2 separate regions of the Mus musculus genome follow, and region 1 is linked to region 2. The links are chromatin contacts, called in public Hi-C maps. All regions are on one chromosome and are shown on one strand. The core of a region is the stretch at or near the end of the contact, and the rest is flanking DNA. Distances in the headings are between cores, read along the strand shown. Region 1 overlaps Samd12 (sterile alpha motif domain containing 12). Region 2 overlaps Ext1 (exostosin glycosyltransferase 1).

Region 1 (5,131 bases), core at 2,508-5,007, 430 kb before region 2:
GTCTTAGTCTTGTGTAGGGTAAAAAATTTAACCACATATGCTGCCCCTAAATACCAAAAATGGGGGGAATCTAAAGAGAAAGAGTCTAGTAGTGGTTTAGGAACACAATACTTGCTTTTCCTTGGCTCTTCATGATAGAAGATGCTCATTTATAATCTTAACAACTGTAGAGGAGAAATTAAACAAGAAAGAAAAATTTTAAATTCTCAAGAAATAAGAAAGTGAAGTTCTAAAAGAATTGTGGGAAAGTAGAACACAAAGTAAAGCAGAAGAAAAGATAAATATCTCAGTTAATAAAATCAACACAACTGTATATTCCCCTTCATTTGAAAGCGAGATTGCCAAGCTAAATCAACACATTAACACATATACACTGGAATTGGAGAAATGGCTCAGTGGTTAAGAGAACTGACTGCTCTTCCAAAGGTCCTGAGTTCAAATCCCAGCAAACACATGGTGGCTCACAATCCATAATGAGATCTGATGCCCCCTTCTGGGGTGTCTGAAGACAGCTACAGTGTATTTACATAAAAACACATATACACAATCACTTTGTGCTGTTTATAAAAGAAATAAAATGGTTGAAAGTAAAGGAAAGCATCAATATTCCAGGCAAGCAGAAAAGCCTTCAATATAATAATGAAAAGGAAATAAAACTTAAAAGTCATAGCAACATATTATAGACAAAGCGACTTTGCATTTCCTTTAAGATTACCATTGTTTAGTAATTACAATGGTGTTGAGTTAATGTGTACTGAGTATTCATGCCTTTAGATGTGAAAGACAAATTGACAGATGTGCAATAAGATATATGGAGTTTCACATTATATAGAAAAAAATTTTGTGTGGCTTTTGGTAGGATACATAGAGTAAAAATGATGGGCATGTTGAGTAACTTAGCCTTGAAAATATACACAGAACACTGTTAACAGCTGGAGAGTAGATGTCATTTTGAAGAAGACAAAAAGTATATGCAAATTTATCATATTCTAGAATATGAAGCAAGTTCACCAAATTTTAAAGAATCAATTATATCATGCAAAATACAAACAAATTCATTATGAAAACAATTACAAACATATAAAAACATAATATTCTTAGGGTGCAAAAAACCCTCATATTTATGAAAATGGGACTGAACTGACTATGTATAAATTCTATTTAACAAAATGCATAAAACATAAAGCTAAAGTAATATTTAAGGAGACATTTATACCCTTTAATGTTTATGTTTAAAAATATATGAATTGCTCATCTGTGGACACTTTTATAAAGTAACAGCATATTAATCTCACAAGTAATAAGTGGGAATAATAAACATTTATTTAAAAAGTACACAAAAGTAGAAAAGGCAAAAAGTTGATCAGTTACAATAACATATTGGCTAAATGTCAAAAAGAGATGAAATTTACAAATAACACAAAAGATATAAAAGTGTCTATAGTTATATATGAATGAGAAGTTATCAGATTTTAAAAGCAGTTGTTTAAACTACTCCATGCAAATAATTTGAAATTTTAGATGAACAAACAATACACAACCATATACAGATCATCAAAACTAATTTAAGAAAATCAAGGAAACCCAAATGAGCCCATAAGAATTGAAGAAAGAAAACTGTTGATAAACTATTCCCCACTGGAAAGTACTAAACTGAATGGTTGTATATGAAAGTTCTTCCAGTTATTCATGTCAAAAATATATCAGTTCTCTTAGACAAGAAAAGACAAAAGGATATTCCCAAATTAATTCTATAAAAGCAGTATCAATCTTGGGTCCAAAATTTGACATAGTATAATAAAATCAAATTGATGCTGGAGAGATAACTCACCACATAGGGCTTGCTGTGCAGCTGTGGGGGCTGCTGTGTGTGCCCAGCACCTATATAGCAAGCCAAGTATCAGACATGCTCGTGACTCCAGCTCTCACGAATAGGACCACATCCTGGGCCAGGGGAGCCTACAGCCACACAAATATGTGCAGATGCACACATGAAGAAAGAAATGTTTTTAATGAAAAACATATACCATCACCAAAAGAAAATTTTAAAATTAGACATTGTAGATTTAGAGTGAACCCTGGAGACAAAGTAAGTTCAGAATTAAGAAACTAATACAAGTCACTGTACAACGTCATAAAAGGAAAAACATATCATCTCCATAGATACCAAACACTCATTCAGTAAAATTCTACAAATATTCCTTATTTTAAGACTTCTTAACCCTGTCTCGAAAAAGTTAATTCTTAATAATGGAATGGAATGGAATTCTCTTAATATAGCAATCTGGTGTCCTGGTTAGATGAGTCACTTAAGAAGAGAGAACTTCAACTGAAGTATTTCTTCCGTCAGATTGACCTGCAGGCATGTCTGTGAGAGCTTGTCTTGATTGATTATGGATGAAGGAGGAACCAGCCTAATGTGGGCGGCACCATCCCTAGGCAAGGGAGCTGGGCTGTATAAGAAAGCTAACAGAACATGGGCCAGAGAGCCAACCAGTAAGCAACATTTCCATGGTTCTAGCCTCCAGCTTCCTGCCTCAATGGGTTGGATAGGTTTTTTGTCAACTTGATACTACCTATACTCATCTGAGAGGAGGGAACCTCGGTTGAGAAAATGCTTCCCTAAGATCTACCCATAGGGAAGCATATAGGGCATTTTGTTAGTTACTAACTGAAAGGAGAAGGCCCAGCCCATTATCAGTGGTGCTATGCCTAAACTGCTGTTGATCCTGGGTTCCAAAAGAGGAGCGAGTCAGGAAGCAGCACTGCTCCATGACCTCAGCGTTAGTTTCTTCCTCCTGTTTCATGCCTTGGTTGAGTTCTTGTCCAGACTTTCTTCAGTGATGAGCAGTGTGGAAACTTAAGCCAACTAAACCTTTTCCTCCCCAAGTTGCATCGGTCAAGTTGTTTCATCACAACAGTAGTAACTCTAACTGAAATACTTGATTTTGTGCCATGGCCTCCCATAGTGATGGACTGTGATTTGGAAATGTAACTCAAACAAACCCTTCTGTCTCCTTGTTGGTTTTGGCTAGATGTTTTATCATAGCAACAGAATAAACTTGATACAAAGAAAGGTGAAAGATGAAGTCATACTTGATGAAGAATGATTAAAAATCTCTTTAAAATTAGAAATAGAATCAGGATTTCCCCACATCGACTCATCCAACTTATAGAGGTTTCAGCCTAGAGAAATATGAGCTAGAGAATAATTTGCATACCAGAACATAGGCATAAGAACATTTGTGGTAGCTTTTATTTTAATAGTAGAAAATTGGAAATTACCCAATTAACTTTTTTTATTTGTACATCAACTGTGATGTCTTTATAAAATATCTTCCAATGCAACTAGACAAAAAAAAAAAAAAATGACTGTATCACATGACCAAAGGCATAAGCCAAAAGCCAACCACAAAACACATATGCATTTTATCATTCAATTTTATTGAAATGTACTAAAGTTTATCAATGAAAGTGTGTTCCTATTTTTTGAAGTACATATGTAACTGTCAAAAACTAACACTGTTCCAAATCTTATTTCCATTTAGGAGTAGCATCGTGAGGGGCCATGCTCCTGTTGAATTTTCAGTTTGCTAAGCTAGTAATAGATGCTCAGGCATTTATTATTTAAGCTATTTCTTATAGTAATTTTATGATCTCTCATAATGTACCAAACAGCATCATCATTAGGAATGCAGACAGAACATGTATTCATTCTTGTGTACTTTTCTGTCTCCCCTTAGAAAGCATCATTTCCAGAAAACTTCCAGTGTTACATGCCATGAGTCATCACTTAACTATTTGCGTTTTTGCTTGTGTCACTAGTAGCTAACTTTTCTTATTTTATTTTCCTTTGCATTTTTCTATAACTACCCTGCTACTTCCAAGGGGACCATAGCTTTATGCCATGTAATGCCCTTAAAAAGAGGCTGACTTAATGATTTGCAAATCACTTCCTCAAATGTAATCCAAGAAATAGAATACGTGTTCTGTACAATGGGGAAAGTTTATTAAGTGAAGCATCATCCTGTAATTCCATAAGCACTAAGTGGATTGTTGGTTGTTGAGGAAACTAAATAGCTCGTGTAAAATGCTACCACAATGTTGGGCACAAAACTGTTGGGGATCATGGATCTAGTCCTTGTTTTTTGTTGTTGTTGTTTTGTTTTTTCTCCTTTTTTGTAAATTTTGAAAGTCAGCTGCCCCTACCTTTTTTATGATGCATTTTATGATTCATTTTTATGATGCTGTTTCTGTAGAACAAATTAACGAGAGCAGGTTTTCTCAGTCATGCATCTGGGTTGTCTACATTGCCTATCACGGCTGGTTGCAAAGAGTAGGAGCCCTGAATGTTTGCTGATTTGGACAAGCCTACTCCATTCCTTCAAGGCTATACACTAACAACCTGTTTGAAAACATCCATCATTTGATCTCTCAAGATTCATCCAAAGACCAGCTGGTCTCCTTTACTCTGAGTGACAGATAAACTCTCAGTGAGAGATAAACATCTCTCAAGACAATTGCCTAAGCAGCTACCTTGATCAGTTATCTCATCACAGAACTTCTCCTTAAAGTTCAGTGAAATGACTTACACAAAAGCTGATCCACTTAGATGACTTTAAAAAAATAGTTTTAGTCCTTTCTTTCATCCCTCCAGTCTGAATTCCTGAATTCCAACCCTGAATCACCAGGCCTTCTTATCAAACAAAAGCTTATCCTTGCTCAATGTGTTTTAAGCTTGAAACTTCTATGACCTTAACTTACCCAGTAGTTATCTTCAACTGATGTAATAATCCCTTAGCATCCTCGTGGTTTCGGTAGTTTATCTTATCACTTCCTCACACTTGTTTTTTGTTTGTTTGTTTGTTTGTTTCTGGTTTTGTTTTGTTTGTCTGTTCATTTGCTATGGGTTATGTTCTGTTGTGATTCAGGGTGTAGGTCACTGCTGCATTCTGAGTCATAAAGTCAAGTATGCAACCTAGGACTTGGCTAAAGAGATGTTGAAGAGATTGCTAAGAAAGAGTGTTTTATAAACCATGAATAGTACAAGTCTCTACAAAATGTGTTTTGTGACTCCTTAACTCCCCCAAGAAAACCCCAAAGGAGTGATGTTTCCATCCCAATGTGCTAC
Region 2 (5,165 bases), core at 1,099-3,598:
AACCATTTTCCAACTCCCAATTCACGTTTCTCAGTTCAGTCAGTGCCACGGATCAATTTTGTGCGATCCCATGTCCTGACCTTTAAGATTTCTTTTCTCAAAAGTAATTGAAATTTTAAACATTTTATCTGGACTTAGGAAAGGGTATCGGAAACAGGCTTAGAAAACAACAGAGGATGCCCCCCCCCCCCACACACACACACAAGTCACCTGGAGGGAAGTTTTGAGGAGAGAGTCCTACAAAGGGCAGTTGCACGTTGAAGAGGTCAGAGATGAACTGCTCACTAATTTTCTTAATGAGAATTGTATGTCTTCAGACATATGACGCCATGTGGGCTGACCAGAAGCAGCATTGTTTAAAGAAAAGAGTTGGGGCCTTCTTACATTTTCAGCATTTCACCTCTGCCCATGAAGTTGAGCTGTATGGTTGGTGGGATACTTCTGGGATCCTGTCATTCTTTCGCTTGAGTTCTTCAGTGACTCAGATTCACTCTCATGGAATAATGTCTGAGCTCCAGGAGGTAGCAAGCTTATCATCTCCTTAACCCCCTCCCCCTGCCCTGAGCTCTTTAACCATTCCTGACCCACTCCAAATTGGGTGTTTTCCCTCCCCATGGACCCTTTGATCCTGATGGACTACCATTAGCCTAGAAATGCCCATCTTCCAGTGTTTGTAGCTCTTGCTCCGTCATCAGTGCTTAGCAAAGAGTCCTGGAAATCTTCGAGATACACATCCCTGTTCTCATCTTCCTCACCAATGCCTTCTGTAGCCACCCATGCCTTATCTTCCCTGCCCCCCCCCCCCCGCTTCCATATGAACATCTGACAACTTCACAGTGTTTTCACTGGACCACGATCTTCTTAAGACGGACCTAACATGTGGATGGCACACACGCACTCACACACTCATCCAAGAACAGAGATGCACTAGTCTGTATTTCCTTTTCCTCATCACAGGGCACTCTGGAACTTCAGCCACCCCAAGTATTAGCTTTCTGATTTTTTTTCATAAGAGATGTGACTCAAATCTGGGTATAAACAGAGAAGAATCATTACTTAGAAGGGACGGGGCTGGCAGAAAAAGAGCAGCTGTGATGTTCACCCAGTTCATAAGTAAATACTCGAGACAAACTATCACCTCAGGCAGCCTGGAATTGTGTGAGTCTGAAGATTAGAGGCTCATTGCTGGCTTCTTGCCTGTCCACTGTGGCTAGCGAAAAAGCAGGATCATTTGGCCAACGTGCTTGTGAGAGAGGATCTGTGGGAACCCTGGGAAGACAGCAAGCCACAGCAGCGGCTTCCTTCCTTGTACAGCTTCTGATGAGGAGAAAGCTTTTAAACTACACACTGCTGCTGTGTGGGGAGCTGCGGCTTCTGCTTTCATTTTCTTTTAACGGGTCTGCTCCTCGTTTGTCTCTTGGCTGTCTTTGCAAAACTGTTTTTTTGTTTTTTTCATTGTTGGTAGTTTTTAAAAAATGTTTATTCCATTCCTTCTGATATAATTTGCCATAATAACCTGCAATTGCATACTACTTTCCTGATTATACTGCATGTACATAATTTCATTTGAGCTTCACAGCTTTGAGACTGACAGAAGCTAAGAGATGTGCATGGGGGTCTCGCAGGAGAGCCACACTCCAGATTCTTCAGCCCAGGTCTCCTCATTGACAGCTGCCTGTGTTTCTGATAATCTGCTGGCTCCCTTCAGCTGAAGTGATTACAGCTATCTTTTGCAGAAATGCTCATAAGGTGCTGTACTTTAATTAAAATGTATCGTTTGGAAGCCGGGCGTGGTGGTGCACACCTTTAATCCCAGTACTCGGGAGACAGAGGCAGGCGGATTTCTGAGTTCAAGGCCAGCCTGGTCTACAAAGTGAGTTCCAGGACAGCCAGGGCTACACAGAGAAACCCTGTCTAGGGAGAAAAGAAATTAAAAAGAAAAAGAAAAGAATGTATCATTTGGTCAGGTCAGTAGAAGGATCAACCCCTTTGGATGAACCAGGAAACTAAGCCCAGACAAATTAGTATTTCCCAAGATTGCCCAGTTTGTGGATGGTAAGCATAGACTGTGAACCCAGGTTTGGCTGCTTGACCACTGAGCTCTTGTTTACTAAGTTTTTAGCTACCAGTTCCCTGCTGCACAAAATGTACTGGGCATTACAATGGACTCACATAGAATCCAAGGCTCTTTCCCAAGAGTTCTGGATTCAGCAGGCCTGGGTGATCCTGAGATCTGTGCAGTTCCCTGGTACCACAGGTGATACAAGTGGCAGGGACAACACTTGGTGGAATGGTATGAACCACTCTGTCTCCCTTGCCTAGTCACACTGACTCACTATTAGTGAGTCATCTTATGTGGTGAGGGAAGACTTCAAATAACATTCCATAGCATATCTGAAATGGGGTTATATTCTGTACCTTATTCAGTACAACTCTAGGAAGAAAACTATTATACCTATTGCATGGTACTGGCTTCCAGGTTAAAGTCAGGGTCATGTCGTTTTTATTGCACATTTTCTGTGGAGCCACTTAGAAAGGCTCTTCTATCTCCTGCATCATTACCTCTGGAGTGTGGACTGTAATGCCACAAAGGGGAGACAACTGGTTTACCAGCTGAAGCTGCAAATTCTCTGAAAGCAGTTGATACCTCTCCTGTCTCACTGTGTGTGTGTGTGTGTGTGTGTGTGTGTGTGTGTTTTAAGTTGTATGTGATTATAGCATGTCTTACATCTCCTGACTTAATAAGATGAACTGGTCTACTTTAGAAGATTGTCTCCCCACTTGACCTATAAAGTCTGTCTCCCCCACCTCTAACCAATGGTAGCGACTACTCCGTTCTCCGGCCCCGTCGTTATATGCTGTCACAAGTGTTATGAAAATGGAGCAATGTAGTGTGTACCCTTTAGAGGGTGGCTTTGGACTCGGCATTAGCATCCTCGAGGTCCTTGTGTACTTAAGTAGTTTGATCCGTGTTCTTTTACTTCATTATGTTTTATTCATCTGAGAAGTGATCTAGGCTATGTGTATACCACAATCTTGCCTCATTCATACTTGGAAGGGTATCCAGTGTATACATTTGTGGACAGTTCTCCTATGTAAAAATGCCTTCATTTCTCTGGGATAAATGCCTAAGTACAGTGCTGGGTCATATGAAAAGTCCATTTTTAGTTTGAGAAGGAACTGCCAGATTGTCCCCAAAACAGCCTTACCATTTTCCTCTCATTGTAGCCCCCAAGGAAGAGCTCTTGTTTTTCTTGTTTTCCATGTTTCTATCTGTGCTTGTTCTCATGTGTCCTCTTAGATCATACACTGTCCTGCAGGGAGCAAGTGGCACCTCCTTGTGTTTTGGGTTGATTTCCGTTCCTTCAATGACTAACGATACTCAGTATCTTCCTGTGTTCTTCTTGGTGCTTTATTCATTTTCTTTGGGAAAAATATCAGTTCAAATTGTTAGCCCATGTTTACATTGGATTCTCTTATTGTTGTATCAGAAGTGTTTTTTCCATAGTCTAGACCAGTGTTTCTCAACCTGTGGGCCTCAAACCCTTCGGAGGTCACATATAATATACTTGCATTATAATTTACAACAGTAGCAAAATTACAGTTATGAAGTAGCAATGAAATAACTTTATGTTTAGGGTCACCACAACATAAGGAACTATATTAAAGGGTCACAGACTTCGGAAAGTAGAGGGCCATGGTTTTAGACAAAGTTTCTTAGGAGATGGATGATTTGAAAGTATTTCTGCTTCAGGAGATTGTCTTTTTCCCTTCCAGGAAGGAGCTTCTAGAGTTGAGTTCTCATAGGCAGAGATAGAAACCTGTATAATGAGACAAGCCATGACATAGATGCCAGTCACCGAAGGCTGGGGAGATTTTCTCAGACCTTGTACGCGCGCACACACACACACACACACACACACACACACACACCATCCCTCTGTCTTATGCATTTGGCACTACTCAAGAAAGTTTAAATCAAACTGTTGGGTTTTTTTTTTTTTTTCATTAATAAAGTGTTGGTTTGGGGAGAGAATTCCACAGGGTCTGGCTATGTCACACTGGAGTGATGATTCTAGTTTTCTCTGGTGATGGGGATGACTTTAAGAGATTTTACAGCCTTTTTTGTTTGTTTGTTTGTTTGTTTGTTTGTTTGTTTCTTCAAGAAAGGGTTTCTCTGTTTCGTTTTGGTTGTCCTGGAACTAGTTCTATAGACCAGCTGGCTTTGAACTCATGGAGATCAGCCTGCCTCTGCCTCACTGCTGGGATTAAAGGCATATGCCTTCACTGTCCCGCTTGAGATTTTAAATCTTATCAATTAGGTTCAATCTTGGGCAGATAAAGCAACTGCCTTTGGATAGTGTCTGTCTGAATGTGACAGTATCATCAGAAGTGTTTTTTTTTTAAGGACACATGAATATATGCTCAGGTTCAGTGAAGCAAGAGAGCATCACAGGAGACCGAGTTAAAGAATTCCAAAGCAGGAAATGCCCCAAGTGAAGCCAGTAACTGGCCCAACTAAGGTCATCATCATCCGTTCTCTTGAAACAACTCAGTATTTCATGAATTCCTCAACCATAGAATCTAAAAGAGAAAAAGGTTCATGGGCTGAGCGTGCTTAAAAGTTGCAATGGAAAATATTTCTTTCAGTTACCTTTCTATGAATAGACACCATAAGGACTTGCCTACAGTTTTATAGGGCGAACTCATGACCATCATGGCATTGAATATGGCAGCAGGCAGACAAAGATTGCACAGTAGCTGAGAGCTTGCATCTGATCCACAAGGAGCAATTAGGGGATGGTGGAATGAAACTGGGCCTGTTGTGAGACATTTGACATTCAAGCCTACCCCTTGTGACATACATCCTGCAACAAGACCACACCTCCTAAATCTCCCCAAATCAGTTCTACCAACTAAGGGCCACACATTCATATATATGAGCCTATGGAGGAGCATTCTCGTTTAAACCACACAATATTGTTGTAAGTTATGTGTGTATATATATATATATTCTGTACAGCTGTCTTTATCTTTGTGACTATATTTGGCAGACATTGGAGCAATTGTGAATGTATACATGCATGCTCCTCCTAGAAAGATTGTGAAAATCTTGGTGGAATGGTCTCAAAAGACATTTTTTTTTAAACCTAAAACCAACAGCA

The links. A called contact is a pair of places that touch in the nucleus more often than the background predicts.
Region 1: a Hi-C map of embryonic fibroblasts shows a contact between it and region 2, with 3 times the contacts expected there. The contact joins two enhancer-like sites.

Annotation. Positions count from the first base shown.
Region 1 is chr15:53,540,892-53,546,022 of GRCm38.p6, reverse strand. All of the region lies in intron 4 of Samd12 (sterile alpha motif domain containing 12), which reads left to right. Among named protein-coding and RNA genes, the nearest start is that of Gm23200, 70 kb to the left of the region's middle. Within about 2 kb of position 3,757, at least 24 of the 459 cell types and tissues checked have an H3K27ac peak or open chromatin away from gene starts, as enhancers often do. A contact at or near this core is called in embryonic fibroblasts, where this site is marked.
Region 2 is chr15:53,110,089-53,115,253 of GRCm38.p6, reverse strand. The region is part of intron 1 of Ext1 (exostosin glycosyltransferase 1); the gene reads left to right. Among named protein-coding and RNA genes, the nearest start is that of Gm41323, 180 kb to the right of the region's middle. Within about 2 kb of position 2,348, at least 114 of the 459 cell types and tissues checked have an H3K27ac peak or open chromatin away from gene starts, as enhancers often do. A contact at or near this core is called in embryonic fibroblasts, where this site is marked.